2 separate regions of the Sus scrofa genome follow, and region 2 is linked to region 1. Evidence: chromatin contacts called from public Hi-C data. All regions are on one chromosome and are shown on one strand. The core of a region is the stretch at or near the end of the contact, and the rest is flanking DNA. Distances in the headings are between cores, read along the strand shown.

Region 1 (5,590 bases), core at 820-3,319:
AATTACTTAATAAATGAAAATCAAACTTATGGTGACAGTATCCCTTAGAAAGCAACCACACCAGTGCGCGCACGCACACACACACCCCAGAAACTACCAGAGCTTTTTTTCCCCTCTAGTTTTCAAGACTGCTGAAGAAGTCTAGTGAATTATGCAAAGGACAGCAAATATTAAGCTGCCTCCATATTTATGCTACTGTACTTCCATTTTTAAAACATGCACCTCAACTCCCCAGATACCATCATCCACAGACACCATGCAGCTATCCAACAGACTTTCAATGTCACCATTTATTATTTATAGCATTAAATGGGGGAAGTGGCTCTGATGTCACCGACCCTACCCAGTGGAATCACTGACTCAATAAACATTTTCACACTGGAGAAAATCTGGCTAGGAAAACGTTTTGCTGTGTTAAGTAGATTCTTTCACCTTTCCTCTCAACCTTAGAGTAGAAGTTGTTACTGTATTAGAAGAGATACAAAGAAACTGTCAAGATTTCCACAGGAAGAAAGCCTGGGCCTGTCCATTTGCTGAGGCAAAGAGCTTCCCCTCCCAGCTCTCCAGAGCCCAGTTTGATTTCCCTAGTATTCCAATTGGCAGGTAATAGCTATCATATTTTATTTCTTCCACCAAGTCATCCACCAAAGAGCAAGTTCTTCGTTTCTACTAGCCACTCTCTCGTGGCCCTGTTTCTAAAAACCTTAGGCTCCAAGTCCCAAGGCGGAGGGGGGGTTGGGATTCGTGGGGCCAGAGGGTCTGGCCTGGGTACCAAAGGTTTCTAACAGAAGAGTGATCGATTTCCCAGGGGCCTAGGATTCTCTCCTACTCCTTTTCTAGAAGAAAGAACTGGCGGCGCAGATGAGGACAAGCCCTCTTCCCCCTCCCCAATTTCCCAGAGCGGCTCTGGAAAACGTGAAGTTACAGTGTCTCTTTCCTGGGAGATGGAATCCAGAGTACCTGGGGCCTCGCTATCCAAACATCCCTCTCGGCCGGGTAGGAAACCCTTTGTCCGAGAAGCCGGACACCACAGGGGCCCAGGAAAGAGGCCCCTTATCGGTCACAGCCTCAAACCCGAGAGCTCCCCACCTCCACCCCTGTAGGGCCTATGCCGGCATCCACACAGCCCTGGCTTGAGAAGAGGGTGCTGAGAGACCCCTTCTAGGACGCAGAGGCCGAGACCCCAGGTCGATCTTCTCTGTACCCCCTCCCATCACCATCTCACTCGGCCTGAGTGGGGCTTGCAAGAGCGATGCAGGCCTGGCCGGAGAATTAGAAAAAGAAAAAACAGAAAACCCCTTCTAAGGGAGGAAGGAGATGCTTGAGCGAGTGTGAGCTAAGGCCACAGCACAAGCGAGCGAGGGTCGTTCCAGGGATGGGCCCAGAGACAGGAGAGAAGGGAGGGAGGGAGGAAAACCGAGGGGCATGGAGGGGGCCGGACCAGGTCCGGCCTGAGATCTCGAGGGATCCGGAGTAAAGCGCGCCGGGCCGGAGGGCCCAGGTTCGGGCCGAGGCAGCGGGGAAGGGCCAGGGCCGGCCTCGCGCCGGACGTTGAGATGGGCAGGCCCGCCCGGGGCCGGACGGACGGAAGAACGGACGGTCCAGCGGGCCGCACTCACCATGAGCTCGATGGTCTTGTCCTCAATCACCGAGTCGGGCTCCATGGCGGCCCTGGCGGCCCCGCCTCGCTCTCCCCGCGCAGCAGCGAACGGCCCGGGCGGAGGAGGCGACGGCGGAGGCGGCAGAGGCGGAGGCGGCTATCGCACCCACTCTAGCTGCCAGCCCGCCCGGGCCGCCGGCAGCTCCGCCCTCCCCCTCGGCGAACGCAGTACGCAGAGCGAGGACTACAGCTCCCGGCAGGCGCCGCGGGTCCCGCAGAGCGTTGTGGGAACGAGAAGACCCCGCCAGACCAATCTCTCCTAGCCGTCCGAAGCTGAATTCTCAGCCGAAAGTAGCACGGGACTGCGAATGAGAGACGTGCAGACCTAAAGAATTACGGGCTTCCTCAAGGTGGGGCTTCAGGTGCGCGCCTACTACATATCCCAGAAAGCCCTGCGCGCGGGTTCTCTTTCCGGCTAGTTTCTTCTGACTTCCTGGCAGCCCGAGGCTCCCCGGACCCGGACGGAAACTCCAAGGCAACTCTTCACTTGCCAGCGATCCTGCGTGCGCGACCGATTTCCGCACATGCGCGGTCTGTGCCTGCAGTGCCCGCTCGACACCTAAGTAACGGCACGGTTGGTCTGGCCTCTGTGGCAGGGTGAGGTGTTGGCGACAGGTGGGTTCTAGGAAGGGATGGTCTTGGGGCTCAAGTGTCGGAGGGGGGCCAGCGAGCGAGAGAGCTCGGGCAGAGAAGGAGGCTCTGAGAGCATGGGCGTCCCAAGAGTGGCGTCCCAAGAGGGGTTTGGAAATTTAGTTGAGAAAGAGGAGTTTTGTGGTCTCTGTGCACCACGTACTGGGAGGAACTGAGAGGTGAAAGAGAACCTATTATTCATTCGTTTAGAAAGTATCTTTTAAACTTCCAGCCTCTGCTCGTCACTAGCCTAGGCCCTGGGAATCAGCTCTGATCCCTACAGACAAGGCTTCTCTTCTCACGCAGCGTAATTCTGGTAGGGGGAAGACAGACATTAACCATAAGAAGGAACACAGCTGGAGATGCCCAGTGAATTCTGCCTCCAGCTCGGTATAAACCTTATCAGGTCTGTCAGTAACCTCAAACCAAAGACGACAAAGGCCCGCTGAGAATTAACAGGTTGGGTTTATTGCTGGTTGCAGAGAGAGAGAACACACACCATGAAGAACTGTGGGGCATCTCAGGAGGAGTTGTCAGGTGATTTGGATGAGGGTTTAAGAAAGTGGGACTTTACCCTGGATAAGATGCTGTCAGAAAGTGGAGGTAATTTTATGATTGGGCATCTCAGTAAATGTTATCTAGACGGAAGGACTACTAGACGAGGCTGAAGTCCTGATTGGTAGAGAAGCAGGAGTCCCTCATTACCAGAATAAGGGCTATTTGGTCATTTTTTGTGGTTTGAACAATGTCCCTGTTTGATCTGTGTTCAGATTTAATTAGGAGTGGTTTCGCTTTTGTATTGGTCTATCATGGCCATAGAATGGCTTTGTCTAACATTTATGTTCTATGAAATTAGGTTCAACAAGAAAACACGAGGCCTAGCTAAGAGGACCAGGCTATCATCTAGTAACATTACTGCCTGTTTGATTGTATCAGGCCAGCTGCCAAATGTCAAAGGCTACTGTTCTCTTTCTCAAGTGTTTTGCATTTTCTGCACCTGTAAAGGGAAGGGACTAGATGACCTCTAAGTCTTTCCATTTCCAAGCACCGAATTGCTACAGTAATTTGTATGCATGCAGGACACAGTGTAAGTTCTGTTCAATACAGTTTTAAGTTTAATGGCCCTTATCCGATGCTTTCTACTTAGGGAATTGAAAGAAAAGCAATAGGAAGAACACAGAATTAAAAAGCTATTATTCCTAACATGGTGTCTGAATTTCACCAGACCCCTTTGCCTCTCTAGGCTTTGAGACATTCATTAGTTAAATAAAGGGATTGGAATAAATGACCTCTATTTCAGCTACCTATTGCATCATCATAAACTACCTCTAAGACTTAGAAGTTTAAAATAACAGTGCTTTCTTATTCTTTGCAATTGTGTGGGTTAACTGGACTCAGCTGGTCCCACGTAGTATAAGCCGAGATTACTCATGAGACTGCAGTCAGCTGGGAGCTCATCAAAACAGCTTCCTCATCCTCCAGGGCCTCTCTCTTTACCTGACTTTTTACCGTTCAGGCTTCTGCATGGTGACTAACTTCCAAGAGGACAAACCCCGTTGAGCAAATACTTATCAAGCCTCTGGTTGCACCACAGTTGTTAGTGTGTCACTGGCCAAAACAAGCCATATGGCCAAGCCCAGAGTCGGGGTGGAAGGGTCTACACAAGGTTGTGAATACAGAGAGTCGTCGTGCATTGGGGGCCCCCAGTGTAACAGTAATCAGGGCCTTTAAGGGCCAGCACTTGTCACAGGACCTAGCAGCTGAGATTAGGATAGGAGTCACAGCTGAATATGAACCCCTCCATGTGTCTGTTTATCCTGCACTGTCTTTTTTATTGTTTCAAAATTTGATAGTTTCACATTTTAAAATCTGAATTTCTAACTTCTCTTGGAAAGTTAGACTATTCGACTATCAGATCTGCATGGCAAAAATATGCAGAAGTTAAGTAGCAATTACCTTCTTTGTTCAAAGCATGTACGCTATAGATTGCCACTGTTACCACAGCTCCCTGTTGTCTTTACTCATTTAACTTGTATGCTGAATCCATATAGATATTTGAGCTTGCAACCCTTGGCAATGGGACTGTAATGGAGATAACTCAAGGTTTCTGTCCTTTTATTAAAACCATATCCCACCTTAAGAGGAGAAAATACTAATATTATTGGGTCAAACTCCAGGAGCTCAGTGAGATGAAAAAGTTATTATATAGGACAGAAGTTGTTCCCAAGCTGTTGAAGAGGCAGGCTTATCACTTTGTTCTCTCCTTGTCTCAAACAAGATCTCAGGTGCTCAGGTATTTTTATTGACTCAAGCTTGATGCCAGCTGGTGATTAGATTTGGTCATCTATAAAGGCAGAAGACCTTGAGGCATATGTTCCCTCTATTTTTCAGATAGCTCTACACAGATAGCTAACAAAAAAGAAAGCTGGTACAGGTCTACAATCCCTGAACCAAAAACCTGAAGTCCAGATATGCTCAGAATTCAGAACTGTTGCGATTGTACAAAGGCTGTATGATGCACATACTATATATATAATGTAACACCCCCAGTGGGTTCTAGGTCAGCATTTTATAATCACATACATTGATTTTCTGCAGCAGAGCATATGTGTGCCTACTATCAATTTATAGCCTCTCAGTTCCAAATCCACCCTTCTTTTCCATTCTTTGAAATACTGGAGTAGGGCCCTGTAAGTATTTCTCCCCTGCCAGCTGGCACAGTGTTGACTGCTGTCAATACAGAGACCTAGAGGGAAGCAGCCAAATGAAGAGTCTTCTTTTCCTCATTCCAGAATATTTTCTTTTCCTTCTTGCCCTTGTGGTGGCACACGGCAGCAAATAGTCTGCAGAACTGTTATCCCTCTCTCAGCGCACACACACTTCACCATCCAACAGGCCATAACTGTCCTCTTTCTAGTGAAGTCTGAATCCAAGCTAACAGTGGAGGTGAGAAGGCTCTTTCAAAATTGTCCTTCCTTGAGTATTCAGCCTCACCCTATACGTAGTGGCTATTCCCTGTAACGATTATTTCTGTATCCTTTAGACTTGTCTTTACCCCTTAGTACTTAATACCTGTTACCAGTTAATATTTAAATTTTCTCAAAAGAGAGAGTGGCAGATGTGAGAGTATGTGACCTCCAAGACTGGATCATAGACTTGTGGGTTCCTCTTTGCTCTCTCCCTCGGGTTACTCGCTCTGGAGGAAGCAAGCTGCCGTGTCATGATGACACTTGAGCAGCCCTATGGGATGTCCATGTGGTGAGGAACTGAGGCCACCTGCCAACAATCAGCACTAACTTT
Region 2 (5,590 bases), core at 2,165-4,664, 78 kb before region 1:
ACACACCAAGACAGAGTAAAGGATACATAAGAAAATGTTCAAAGTACCTAATCTTGAGAGAGGAAGCCATATATATATATATGCTTTTCTTTCCCCTTTTCTTTCTCTATTTTTTCATAATAACTTGCCAAAAGAATTGTTTTCATAATAGGTTAAATACAATGATGATAACAACTTGCATTTGTGTACTGCTTTATAATTTACAAAATACTTTCACGTCCATTATCTCAATTGATCAGCAAAAGGGTTATTATTTCATTTACAGAAGAGTTCCTAACCATCTAGCCTCCCTAGAGCATTGGTATACCATTAACAAGTTGACTGAAAGAGAGATGAAAAAAACCCTGAAAGCTAAAGTGTTAAGAACCACTGCGAATTGAAAAATCAATAGTAAATGAAGAGAATCCTGTTGCAAAATACCAAGTGTGAAGGAGGGAACAGAAGTCTGCACACGGTTCCCCCAAAATAACAGCATGTGCCCAACTCTACAGCACATTTTCCATTTCTATTTCTAACCACCTGCTTGGCCCAGAAAGATCTTCCTGGAATTGCCCTGCTTTGTTTCTTTTTCATCTTAAATTTGTTGGGGACACTTTATTCTTGCTAACTAATCTGCTCCTTTGCTTCAAATCAAATGAACCCAGAGAGTACTTTTTTAAATCATTATTCTCTTCAGATTTGGACTTGTTTTATCTTTAACTGTGTCTTCATGAAGGGAAAAATTATGTGTACCATAATGGCTGATGAAAACACCAAGTCATGAAACTTTACATGCTCTCCAACCCCCACCTCACAGAAAAACCTGGATTGGGAGAAAAACTGGCACAGTGAATTAAGAGCCAGGAGAAAAGGAAACTACATTTAAAAGGAAAAGGAAGACCGAGGGAAACAGGGAGAAGTGTGAGACTCGGGAGGAAAAGTCAGTACATACACTGCTGTGTGGCGTGGTGCCATTCTGGTGACAAAGGACCCCACCACTGTCCATCTTTGGCTTAGACAGAACCCCAGAGACTGAATATTCTGGGCTGCAGCCACTTGAGAATCTTTGTGAAAACTCTAAAACTCTTTACTGTTCATAGATATACTTCCCTAGGGGAACAGAAGATATATTCGAGTGGATCCTGAAGCTAGGAAAATTGCACAAAAGAAAACAAAAATGCTTGGCTCTTGGTTTCACTGAGGGAGCATCTTATCTACAGTAAGTCAATTGCTATCTTATCTATGCGCCGTCATTCCTACCTGCCAAAGAGTATTTTTCTTTGGGGACTCATCTTCATTTTGATCCTCCATAACTGAAGTGTTCTAAGGGGGGAAAAACAGGTTATTTGAATTATGCCGACTTTTGCAAATCCTAAATAACTACACCAAAATATAATTTTGAAAACCCAAACTAGAGTGTACCAACAACCAACCCAAGAGCTATTTGGCTTGTGGCTAACACATGCCATTTTGGGTCAACAGGGCTGTATTCATCTTTCATAAATCAATATAGTTAGTGGTTGGATAAAAGTAAGCATCAAGTCTTTATTTATGAAGGCTGCGTGTACTTAGAAAACAGCCTAAATTATGGGAGTGGGGCTGAGGCTCTACCTCAATCATCCCTGTTATTCTTTTAACTTGTGGGGAAAGCAGCCCCAGAGACCCACTAAGTTCCTGATGATCACACAAAACATTTACTAGAATGTCTGCTATTCAATAATCCACCCCAGTCATCAGCAATTAGAAGTGACAAAGCCCTTGAAGCCCCCCTGCCTTTCTCTTTCCTCCCTTGATAGCCTTGCTTCCCTGGAATGGCTTTGCAATCTCCCCTAGCAGGCATGGTGGGTGCCCCAACCTTTTACCTTAAGAGGAGGATGCTGTTAGCCAGTAACAATCTGGCTTGCCTTGGGAATGCATTAGCTTTTGATTTCTGTGTTTACTGCACAAAGAGGCACTGTGTAATTATTCTTTCTGGTGACCTAGTCGCTCAATAGATGCCCATTAACTGGAGATTATACATGATTGGATTTTCCCTTTTGAAGCTCCTACCTAATAGCTAAATGGAAACTTAATGAGAAGGGGAAGTGGGAGAGTTGTGCTCTGAAAGGAATAACAACTCATTTATGAACAGCAGTCTCTCTGAGATTCCTTCCCAAATCTAAAATTCCAAGATGGGGGTACAAAATTTAAAGTACAACATTTGTCCCACAGTATTAGTTTAAAAGGCCCTTTAGATCGGCTTAAGTTATCAGTGTTTATAGGAGTCTGTTTACTGCCTGTAGGGGATAAGCCTATCTCTCAAATTTTCCAAACAATCCATTTGAAAATACCCAATGTAGGTAGTGGCAAGAAGAATCACCACTGAATACTAGCGCTCTGCAGCTGACACCGCAGGCTCTGATCAGAGACGGAGGAGAGAATGATGTCGCAGGAAAGCCCAAGGCTTTGAAACCCAAGAAAGAAGTTGGTATCTAGATGCAGCCACTCTTTCGATGCGTGTGAGTGATCCTGAGCAAGGTGTTCTGCCCCTGGACAAATACAAACCACACAGAGTTGTTGTGGGGACTGAGACTACGGGCACAGGGCCTGGTGTACAAGGGTATTCAAAACTCTGTTCATGCCCTGCTTTGAAGTAGCTCCTTCCCCCCCGCCCCCACCAAGTATTATCTTCTCAAGCTTTTCTAACCTCAGACTCTGACAGAATGGCTCCAGATGGTTGCCTAATAGGGAAAACCCACTGGCTTCCTCAATAAACCCGTGCAAGCCCTACAGCACTGAAGGCTGCCATGGGGAAGGGGGCTGGGCAGGAGGGCAGGGCTCCACAGGTTAAAGGAAGCCATGAGCTGGAGAGGCAGGCAGTGTGTCCAAGTGTCCCAAGCAGGCCTAGAGTGGGGGTGGCAGTAAATGATCCTACATGAGAAAAGGGGGTGAAGCAGAGGAAAACAAACACAGTACTTCTCCCTCCACGTAATTCCTTTTACTGCTCTCCTGAAGGACTTCGGGATTAAGAACACTGGCAGCTTTCCTTGGGGGAATGAACAAAGTGGGAACAGAGACTCAGTGTATCATCTGGGTCTACTGGTCATTACAGAGCCACGCTTGCAACGTCACAACATCCTGGGCTCTGAGAGAGGGGTAAGAAGAAAGAATGGCTGGCAACATGAACAGGTGAGCGTGCCAAGTGGATGATGGATGGGAAGTCAGTCCCCGCTCCCACATCTCCAGGCAGCCCAGGGAATGTGTGAAGGAGGCATATGTGAACACTGCTTTGAACTAAAAACTTTCAAAACGCAGGAGCCTGAACCCACCAGAGCTACTCTGACAGAAGCTACCTCAATACGTTCCTCACTCCGAGAGGAAACAAACAACAAAACATCAGAAGTTCCTGCAGACTACACAAGAAACAGCTGTCTTTCCAGTAAGAAAATTTCATTCTTCCTTCCTGTCATCCCCAAACAGAGACGTGGTGTTAATTTACATAGTGGAGAAGGAAACAGTCCCTCGGATAAAAATAGCAACAATTCTCTGAAGGCTTGACAAAAGGGGATAAAGACATACGATTTAATAAAACTGTATTTAAGAGAGCCCTGTGAGTGATGGAATAGCTCCCTCATCATGTATATTTTTTTAACTTCTCTTATAAAGCCTTCAGAAGATGCCAGAGGGAAAATGCTGCCCTCAAGATAAAATGATCAGAGGATTGTTTCCAAAGAGTATTCCAGGTGATAAAAGAGATGTTCAGAGAAAAAAGGGTCCTGGGGTCAAATTCAGTTGAAGAAGTGCTGCATGCTCCCGGGCCCACTCTCTCATTCCCCTCTTCCTCCTCTCCCCGCCACCTCACACTCACTCTCTTTCACTCTCAGACACACACGCCGCTTCAAAAATATACTAAAAGCTCTGAAATGTCTCAAAATTTATTTATTTATTTATTTATTTTGTCTTTTTGCCTCTTCTAGGGCCACTCTTGCAGTAGTATATGGAGGTTCCCAGGCTAGGGGTCTAATCAGAGCTATAGCCGCCAGCCTACATCAGAGCCACAGCAACATGGGATCTGAGCTGCGTCTGCAACCTACACCACAGCTCACAGCAACGCCAGATCCTGAACCCACTGAGCAAGGCCAGGGATCGAACCCGCAACTTCACGGTTCCTAGTCGGATTCATTAACCGCTGAGCCATGACGGGAACTCCTCAAAATTTAAAAATCAGGTGAGGTTACTTTAATGCAGCTTTCCCTAATGTATTGGGTGTGGCCGCTCGCTTTTTATAATAACATCTTGATAAAAAAGAGCTCAGCATGTATTTGCAAATGCTGGACTAGAGCAATAACCTGGCATGATTCCTTCCTTCTTCCACTTCACCAGATAAATAGTCCTGGGAGGCAGCGGAAGTGCCCACTTTTGGTGAATGTAGTATGTACCTTCTCTAGTCCCCAACATCTTTCTCAGCCTGCTATATGTGGAGGTAAGAAGGGATGGCAATAATAGAAAATTCTAAGAGCCACAGTTTTTTTTCAAAAATCACTGTTTTATTCCTTAAAGGTATAAGAGACTAAAGGTCACAGGTTCAAGGACACGGTAAGAAAAAAACATCAACGGTAAGAAAAAAACATCAAGCCTTCCTTCCAGGAGAAAAGGAAGGTGGTTTCCTACATCCAAACTCTTGGATGAAACCATGAGGCAAGCCAGTCTGAGAGTCTCCAGCACTTCTGGGAAAGGAAGGTTCTTTGAAATAGCAACCTGGCTTCATCACTTCCTACTCTTCTCATCATCATCTCTTTCCACCTACACCTACCAAGAAGCATCGCATGTAAATAAAAACTGCAGATCTTCCTATTCTGATACTACTATAATGGAAGATACAATCTAGGAAGAAGCAGCCAGACTCTAGAGCAGATCGTCCTCAGTACTACTGACATTTGGGGCGAGATGAATTCCCTGTTGTGGGGAAAGGGCACGCCGTTATGTGCACTGCAGGATGTTTAGCAGCATCTGGGGCCTCCACCTACTACATGCCAGTAACTATGATAACCAAAGATGGCTCCAGATGGCCACATATCAGGGGCAGGGGTGGGTGAGGGGTGCAGGGCAACAAAATTGCCCCCTCCCCTTGAGAGCCACTGCTGAGGGTGTGAGCTCCCAAACTTGCCTCCTTGGGAAAATATACTAAACATCACCACCATCTCAAAGGTCTGGCCTTTCTTTTTCTTCAAGCGTCTTTCCTTTCACCCCTGTGACAGTGTGTGCTTTTTTCCAATACCGTCAGTCTGCTCTCACCATGGTCAAGCAACTCATGAAGTACATAGATAGCTAAATTCTGGGCTAAGTGCTGCTGGCCATTAAATTCCTATTTAGGAAAACTTGACACAAGGAGTTCTTTACTAAAGATCTACGGGCTTGGGGATGTGCATGAGGGCACTAAGTATCATGAAGTCATATACAAAAGTTAGTGTGTATACCTCCCTCCGGAAAGAAGATCCAGAGCTTTCATTAGCTCACAAAGGGGTCCCAAATGTATTAAGATAGCAAAGTGTGTCTTTGACCAAATAGCTGGCCGGAGTGGATGTGTTTTATTTTGCTTTTTAAGTTCTCCAGGTAATTTTTATATATGTCT

Evidence for each region. Hi-C and Micro-C count contacts between places; a contact is called where the count stands out from the background.
Region 2: a contact with region 1 is called in a Hi-C map of alveolar macrophages, with 4 times the contacts expected there. The contact joins the enhancer-like site here to the promoter of FBXW11 in region 1. A contact is called at or near these places in 4 of 5 promoter capture datasets (fetal liver, fetal skeletal muscle, liver and 1 more), 26 of 47 Hi-C or Micro-C datasets (alveolar macrophages, blood, brain and 13 more) and 2 of 2 datasets of contacts at active chromatin or transcription factors (alveolar macrophages and skeletal muscle).

The regions. Positions count from the first base shown.
Region 1 is chr16:52,208,880-52,214,469 of Sscrofa11.1, reverse strand. It overlaps FBXW11 (F-box/WD repeat-containing protein 11), which reads right to left and starts at 2,069. Exons shown (of 14, transcript XM_021077115.1): 1 at 1,620-2,069. The coding sequence starts at 1,664.
Region 2 is chr16:52,288,000-52,293,589 of Sscrofa11.1, reverse strand. It overlaps FBXW11 (F-box/WD repeat-containing protein 11), which reads right to left. Exons shown (of 14, transcript XM_021077115.1): 3 at 1,240-1,302. Among named protein-coding and RNA genes, the nearest start is that of FBXW11, 78 kb to the right of the region's middle. Within about 2 kb of position 3,414, at least 18 of the 83 cell types and tissues checked have an H3K27ac peak or open chromatin away from gene starts, as enhancers often do. A contact at or near this core is called in alveolar macrophages, brain and omental adipose tissue, where this site is marked.